3 separate regions of the Gossypium hirsutum genome follow, and regions 1 and 2 are each linked to region 3. A link is a contact called in public Hi-C data. All regions are on one chromosome and are shown on one strand. The core of a region is the stretch at or near the end of the contact, and the rest is flanking DNA. Distances in the headings are between cores, read along the strand shown.

Evidence for each region. Hi-C and Micro-C count contacts between places; a contact is called where the count stands out from the background.
Region 1: a Hi-C map of leaf shows a contact between it and region 3, with 1.9 times the contacts expected there. The contact joins the promoter of LOC107896894 here to the promoter of LOC121220099 in region 3.
Region 2: a contact with region 3 is called in a Hi-C map of leaf, with 2.4 times the contacts expected there. The contact joins the enhancer-like site here to the promoter of LOC121220099 in region 3. A contact is called at or near these places in 3 of 34 Hi-C or Micro-C datasets (hypocotyl and leaf).

Annotation. Positions count from the first base shown.
Region 1 is chrA03:44,150,355-44,153,054 of Gossypium_hirsutum_v2.1, forward strand. It overlaps LOC107896894 (leucine-rich repeat receptor-like serine/threonine-protein kinase RGI4), which reads right to left and starts at 1,381. Exons shown (of 2, transcript XM_016822193.2): 1 at 1-1,381. The coding sequence starts at 941.
Region 2 is chrA03:44,175,122-44,177,954 of Gossypium_hirsutum_v2.1, forward strand. No RefSeq gene overlaps it. Among protein-coding and RNA genes, the nearest start is that of LOC107896894, 25 kb to the left of the region's middle. Within about 2 kb of position 1,515, at least 7 of the 9 cell types and tissues checked have an H3K27ac peak or open chromatin away from gene starts, as enhancers often do. A contact at or near this core is called in leaf, where this site is marked.
Region 3 is chrA03:43,984,173-43,986,912 of Gossypium_hirsutum_v2.1, forward strand. LOC121220099 (protein MODIFIER OF SNC1 1) reads left to right here and starts at 1,293. Exons shown (of 11, transcript XR_005917268.1): 1 at 1,293-1,618.

The sequences.
Region 1 (2,700 bases), core at 131-2,630, 170 kb after region 3:
TTGCAGTTCCCAAGCTCGGGAGGAATGATACCTACCAAGTTGTTCTGCCACAGCAACAGGTTTTCAAGGTTTCTCAAATTGCCAAGGCTGCTGGGTATTGATCCAGCCAGGGAGTTTTCATACAAGTAAATGTTCTGAAGGCCGGTGCAGTCCCCGATTTCTGGGGGGATTTGGCCTGACAGATAAGCGGTGTAGATTGCGATGGTTTGAAGCTTCTTGAGGAGGCCTAAAGTTGGAGGGAGGAAACCCGAGATGCTTGTTTCAGCTAGGCCTAACATCACCAAACTGGTGCAGTTGCCTATTGCTGGTGGTAGAGGGCCTTCAAGCTCCTTGTTCCCACCGGCTCTGATCATTTCAAGATTTTTTAATTTGCCTATGGTGCTGGGAATTCCACCGCTTAGTTGATTATCGTATAGGATGAGCCATTTCAAACTTGTGAGATTCCCAATTTCGATTGGGATGGAGCCCTTGAGTTGGTTTGAGTTGAGATGGAGTTGTTGAAGCCTATACAAACCGCAGAGCTCACTTGGGATTTCACCACTGAACACATTTTCACTCAAATCCAAGTGGGTCAACTGGGTGAGAGTGCTTATCTCTTTTGGGACTGGACCAGTAAGGTTTGCTCCAGAGAGGACAAGCTTATTCAAAGTTAACAAAGAGGTGAAATTAGCCGGAAGTTGTCCAAATAAATCCACATACCTCAATTCCAGTTCCACAACCTGGTTGTTAAAATTGCAGACGATGCCTAACCAGTTGCATGGGGTGACATCCCCTGCATCCCAATTGCTTAAGGCCTGCGGTGATCCATTGAAACTGGCTTTCCAAGAGATAAGAGCTTCACCTTGTTGGTTAACAGCGAAAGCAGCGTAAGGGGAGCGAATTAGAACGAAGAAGAAAGAGAGGAGAAGGGAGGATAAGAGGGTCCATGGATTCCCAGGCATTACAAAAGAGAGGAAGGGTAGAGGGTAAGGAGGGAGAGACAATAGAAGAACCCCCAAATCATGTCTTGTGGTGGGTGGGTGGGCTATTGTAATTTTGTGTATAAACTAATAGAAAAGACCCAGAATCTCCGGATCCAAGAAACAGCTAGGCCATGATGTTTGTGCAGTGCAGAGAGAAAATGGAATTTTAGATGGGTGTGTGATGCATTTGTTTATGGTGGAGATGAGGTCAGGTGGGGAGGGGGGAAACGGGGGATATCTGTTTTTTCCTTTTTAGTTTCAAATTGAATGGTTGAGTGGGTGGCTTTTTGTCTGCAATTCTTTAGTGTTCAAAAACTCCCTACTTTCCATCTTTTTTGTTGGCCTTGTGCAATTATAATATCACTCTTCTACATGCCATTAACTAAGGGATACCAAACAAATCTTAAAAAGTAATCGTAATCACACCTACAATACTGGGATACATCATTTTAATGCCAAATCCATACTTGCCCCCTTCAGAGTATTGTATTCTGTCTCTTTTATTTAAAAAAAGTATATTAGTATAAGAACTAATTTGTCTAATTTTTTAATAGAGAATCAAAATATAATCTAACTCTTAATTATTTTTATATTTTTTGAGATTTTAATTCATCTTCATCAATTAGAACTAACCCTTCACTTTAGGAGAAATTGTAGGTGAATATATTTATTTTATTTATTTAAAAAGTGATTTGATGAATCAATTGAATTGGATTTGAGATTTTAGTTTACATAATTAAATCTTAAAATTTAAAAAAAAAGGTGAAAAGTGAAAAATTATAATAATAATAATTATAATAAAGTGAAAAGTGAAAAAACTGGAAGAAGAGAAGTGCTTTACCTGAAGCAATTCAGATGATGTTCTTACTCATTTTCTTAGACACACACATGTTAGGTAAATGAATGAAAATGTGTCTGCCTTTCTTTCCAGTGTTTTCATAACTTTTTCTTTCTTCCAAATTGTAAATTTAAAACACTGCAAGTAAATTAAATTTTATTAATGGTTTGATTTTACAATATTTTCATAATTTATATCAAATGTAGCTTAAACTAACTTTTCAACTAAAAAACATTGAATAACTAAAATGTTATTTATGCGAAACATATCCAATTAATCTAATATTAAAAAAGTTTTATAGATTACCATAAACATAAATTTTAATATTTAAATAAAAAATTCAATAATATTATAAAATAAATAAAAAGAGAGTAAAGAACAAAAAAAATGAGAAAATAGAAAGATAGCGTATTTTATTGATCAATTTTAATATTTACAAAATTTCTCCAAAATTTCTATTTATAGATATAAGAAGTATAAATGAAATAGAGATCTATTTCTAATGACTATTAGAATTTAAAATACATAAAAACTTATCTGGATATTAATGGACAAATAAAATATTCATAACAAATAAAAAATAATCAAATATTATAATATTTATTAAAATAAAAAGGTAAACAGTAAAAATATTAAGGCAATGTAATAAAATTTTATACAAATTTCTATATAGGTTATGATTTTATTCTACCATGTTTACTTAACTTTATTGTTTAAAGTAGAGTAAAAATAAATATTAACAATAAAATAAATTAATTTAACTTATATAAAATAAAGGATAAATTATAAAAATAGTCACTTTTGTTTTTGCCTCAGATTATATTTTAGTCATTTATGTTTGAAATGTTACATTTTAGTCACTTACGTTATCGTTTTGTTACGAAGTGATCACTCTACCAT
Region 2 (2,833 bases), core at 265-2,764, 190 kb after region 3:
GCCATTATAAATAATTGGAGTACATTTAATATAATTAATATGATGTATTTACCTATTTCAATTTCTTGTCATAAGTTAAATTAATTTTATTTTAATTATATATTGCATATGTTACTAAAAAGAATTTGGTTATTAGTGACAACTAAAATAATGTCACTAAAAATTACATTCACTATTAGTATATGATGACGCATATTTTGTCATAACGTTTGTCACATTAGGTGTATCACTAAAGGTTAATGGTTTCGTATCATTATGCATCACGTATTATCAATAATATGGTGGCCACAATTGCAATGTCGTCGTATAATTAATAGTTAGGGACAATTAATTGTGTCACATAATGATATAAAATTTGTCATTAATCATCTATATTGTCACTAATAATAAAATAACATTCAATATATAGGTGACAAATAGACTTGATAATGGGTCGGGCCAATGCAAAATTTTAGACTCCATCTTTTAGGCTCGAGCTCGACTCGACCAGAAAATGGGCTTAAAATTCTACCCAAGCCCAACTCAAATTAAAATTGCTAAACCCGAGCCCAACTCGGCTAGTCCGTATTAACTTTTTTAATTTTATATAAAAACAAACTTAAAAATAAATGTTTTTAAAAAGTCTTTATACTTAAAAGTAACATTAAGATAGTTGTAACTTAGCAAACAAATGCCTCTAAAATAGTGGCAAATTAATAATAAAACAAGAGTTATACAATATCCAAACAATAACAATAAAATAGTAACAATATAATAGTAAAACTGTAGTAAGACAATAGCGAAATAGTAGCAAAGCAGTAGCGAAACAACAATAAAACAACTGATTCGAGTCGAACGGGCCGAGCTCAAGCCAAAAAATCCTACTTGAGGCTCAAGCCGTTTTCTCATTTTTTGTTCAAGCCCATTTTTTAAACTTATACTTTTACTCCAAATCCTCTCACTTTTGAGTCGAGATGTATAAATAATTTTATCAAATGATATACACATTTGTCATTTACTAATCAAGTTGTCACCAATAATGTCATTTACTAATCAAGTTGTCACCGATAATGTAACTTTCAATATATAATTGCCACATTGTTAGTGAGGTACCACGTCATCATCTAATATGATTAAATAATAACAAGAATGACGTTAATACACAAATATGCTATAGAGCAAATTTTGTCCAGTAAATTCAAATATTCAATTTTAAATTATAAATCAATGTTAATTTAGACTAATTATAAATCAATGTTTAATTTGAAGGCTTTGATTGACTTTAGACCCATTTTCCCTAATTGAGCTATATTCCTTTTATTTTTTATGCTAATTAAAATTTTTGGGCTTTCGGCCATTAATGTAGATTTTTATAATTTTATAATATTGTACTTAATTACAACAATTCAAAAAAGATAAATTACAAAATTTCAAGGAAAAAATACAGAAAAAGCCAAAATAATTTAAAAAACAAAAAATGTATTTACAAAGCCTCATAGTTTTGTAAATGTTACAACTTGGTCCATTGGACCCATGTCCGGCCAGAGTCGCCCTACCCTTCACTGCACTGCCACCAATCCCATCCACGTCTCCAACCATACCCCTGCCATCATCACCGAGTGCTTCCTTCACTAACTCCATCAGCTTCCCACGACAATTGATGATTATAAACAGTTGCAAAGATCAGGAAAAAAATAGAGGTTAGCTGCCAAGATTAAAAAAAAATGAGGTTAGCTGCAGTTCTCAATTTCAGATTTCCCAAAGCTAGCCTGACATCATTCCTCCGCCATTAATCACTGACACTCCCTCTGGGCTCCCTCCGCCCCGTCTCAACTTTTTTCCACCATTTCTCAGACCACTATCTTCCCCCCTCCCCCGGCGCAACACCATCTTTTTTTAGGCATCCCTCAGAACCTTTCGGCTAACCCACAAATGGAAGCAACGAACAATACCAAGGTTTCTTGCTTCCGAAACGAAAGGGAAGCTATGAGCAAAATCAATCATCAAAATCAGCAATATATAGAAGAATAAAAAATAAAAAAAGGAAAAGGAAAATGGGAAGAGAAAATCCATTTCGAGTTGTTATGTTCTCGGAGCTACGGTGGTTCACTCGCCAATCGAACGGTGAGAAGGTGGCCACTGATGAGGAGGTGCACATACCTCGAAGCCATGTTGATCGGACGGAGAATGGCTGCGACCGGGACCAAGAAATTTTGAACTAAGATTTATTTTTTTTGTTATTTTTCGGTCAGCTTCTCGAGAATCCAAACCAAAGGACGAAGAAAGGGTGAGGAGAGCTTCATTTAAATGAGAGGACGATCGGTGCCTGCAAGCGGAGGTGGAGCAAATAGTGGACGGCGGCTAGTTTTTGAAGAAGTGGAAGGGAGAAAGAAAAAGGAAAATGAAAAGAAAAAAGAAAAAAAGGGAATGAAAGACTTAAAAAAAGGAAAAATAAAAAGTGGTGGGCCGACTTATTAAAGAAAAGAAGTAACATTTTTTTTGGTTATTTGTTCACGGGAAGAAGAGGAAAAGGTAGAATTTCATACCAGATCCCTGATCGCTCTGGTTAATTGCGATTCAGTCCCTATGTTTATAGTTTAATGTGATTTGTCCCAAATTACTCAAGGTGCCAAGTGATCTTTGAAACTATCAAACTCGAAAGAGATCAAAAGGAAAAAAAATAGGAGAAAGATGGATGCAGATTCAATAACATACGTGGATGACTGGATATACAGTTGTAGGAAACTCCATTTTTTGGGTATAAGTCTCTAACCTTGTTATGCAAAATTTATTTAAATGCTTAATTGTGCATGATTTATTTTACTTTGATTTTGGAAAGGCCGACGACATAACC
Region 3 (2,740 bases), core at 43-2,542:
TAATAACAGAGTGCATATAGTGTCATAATTGTATAATAATTATTATACATTTATAATTTTCTTATATATAATAATAGATATATTATATGTAGTTTTTTTAAAAGGTAAATTCATTAATTCATTGAATGAATGGAATCATACAATTCAGAGAAAAAAAATAGCAAACACTCGTCGTAGATTGTGAATGACAAGCTCCATTAATACAATAAAGACTTTAACCTTAGCATCAATAGAACATTATGATACATTGATAATTGGTTTGTCACAACTCAAACAAGACATATCTGGAGTGGTTGCAAGTACTTAAATACGATAATGAAATTAGCCCCGGATGGTCCAAAACGGCGAGCAAAAATCGATAAAAGAATCAAACATTCACCAAACTAGAGAGGACGACAACAAAATCATCCCTAAAGTTACTTGTAAAACTAAAATTACATGCATAAGTAAGACTAAAATTACATGCATGTAGTTAAACGAGCATGCATTTTGTTTTTTTTTTTGTAATATGATATGTATTAAATAGAATTATATATATCATATTATAAAATATATTTACATTATAATTTTTAATTTTAATTATATAAAAAGATATTAATTTTTTTTTAAAAATAAGTCAACTAATTGAGATGATCAAATAACAAAAAGGATAAACACAAATTTAAAAATTTTAATGATCTTCTTATTGTTTGATTAGATTTGTGGAAACAAAATAATATAATTTAAGAGAAGCTATATGGAATTTAATGTAATAATATGTTAAATAAGATATTTTTTCTAATAAAAATTATTATATTTAATTTCATTATTAATTATTATATTTAATTTTAAAAAATATTTTATTATATTTTTATACATCATTTATTAATTTGTGTAAATTATAAACAACGCTTATGGCGAGTTATTAAAGCATGACATTATATATAGGAGATTTTGAGTTCAAACCTTATTAAAAGTATTTATTTTTCTACTAATAGATTTCGATCGAATACCCAAATCCGCAATTGTAGGAATGCGAATTCAGATAATGGAGAAGGTCTATTCGCATCTTCTAAATTCATAGTAACTATTTGGATATTTGAATCCGTAATCTGAATTATCACCTAATTGAATTCTTTGAAATAAAAAATAAGGAACTAAATTCTAAATGTAAAAAGAATATAGGGACTTTTGAGCAAATTTTATCCTTATATTTTTTACATCACCCTTAAAACAAATTTCATAAGATTTTTCTTAAAAATTTTATCAGGTTAAAAAAAAAAAATTTCCCGAATCGATATTAAAAACGGGAGTCACTCGTCCAAATTACAATCCCCAACTTCCTTTGTTTTCTCTCTCTATCTCTCTCTCGCTCTCGCTCTCTCTTTTCTTCTTTTTTTTTTTTATTTTCTTCCGATCTGAACCCCAACTGCGGCTTTCACAGCCTCGTCGATCTCCTCCATATTTTCCGATAATTTTTTTCTCATCTCGCGATCTCACGAAACCCTTAGGTTTCGATATCTCTCTCTTTCTATCTTATTATTTTTTTAATTTTAAATTAAGGACAAGGTTATTTCTGTTTTCTCTCTCTTTAGGGTTTCGTTAAGGGACGACCCCCCAGTTTCCCATCTTATCTCTGGCAAGTGGTTCCTTGTATTTTCTCACCTTTTTCGATTCTATATTTTGTTTACAATCTATAGTTTGCTTGTTTCCTTAGAAACAATGAGTTTGCTTGTTTCCTTAGAAACAATCATTGGACAAGAAAGGAAATGGTTCTCATAATATACGAAACCTACGGTTTCCATAATTTATGCGCTATCTGATTTAAGTTTATTTTTGTTGGGGCCGTGATTTGATCTTCTGGGGAACTAAAATAACTGGAAGCCTCTTTTGTTCGGTTTAACTTGTTTTTAGGCTTTAAATAATTTGTTTAGCTTTCTACGTCAAATAGTGATACATTACTGCATGTGATTGTTCTATTTTCTTTTTGTTTACCTATTTAATTTTCGGGTATAATAAAATGCAGTGAAGAACTTTTCTGATAATAGGGAGAGTAGGAAAATAAATTAAAGGTTTGTTGCAGACATAGCTACTAGCGATGTCAGTGAAGATGTTTATGTGACAGGTGTAGTGTTGAGAAATCAGGGTTTACTAACTACTGTGGGCAGGGATGAATTTTGAAACTTGACAAGTGTAATTTTGAGTAGAGTTATGTTCTAAAAGTGAAGAAAATGGGAAGCTATTGGACATGGATTCAATAATAAGTCTCTTTTGGAAGTGTATATACTTTCTCAACTGATACTTGGAATTTGTTGGATGTTTGGTTTCTTTTGAGTTTTACTGATGGAGCAGTGTTTAGGGAGAAGATAGATGCAAAACCAACAATTTCCCCTCCTTTTTTGATCGTTGAAAGATTATTTGCTTTGGTGGTTTTACATGAGAATATTGTAGTTCACATGCGGAGTTAAAATGTTGGAAATGCCCATTGAAGATAATTAGGATAGACTATGAAGCATAACATATTTGCCGTGGGTTCTTAGAGTCAAAGATTATGATTTGGTTTTATGATCATCAATCTTTAGGTTTGAGGTGTTTGCTTGGCTGTAAATCTTTAAATTTTTGAAAATCTTTTTGCGAAGTTTTTAAATTTGGTTTCTTGTGAGTACTAGTACTGCCAGTAGACCTAGCTGGGTTGGTTTTTGTTCATTCCTACAGATAGGATTTATAAAGTTTGTATGTAGGTTATAGAAGTTAACATATG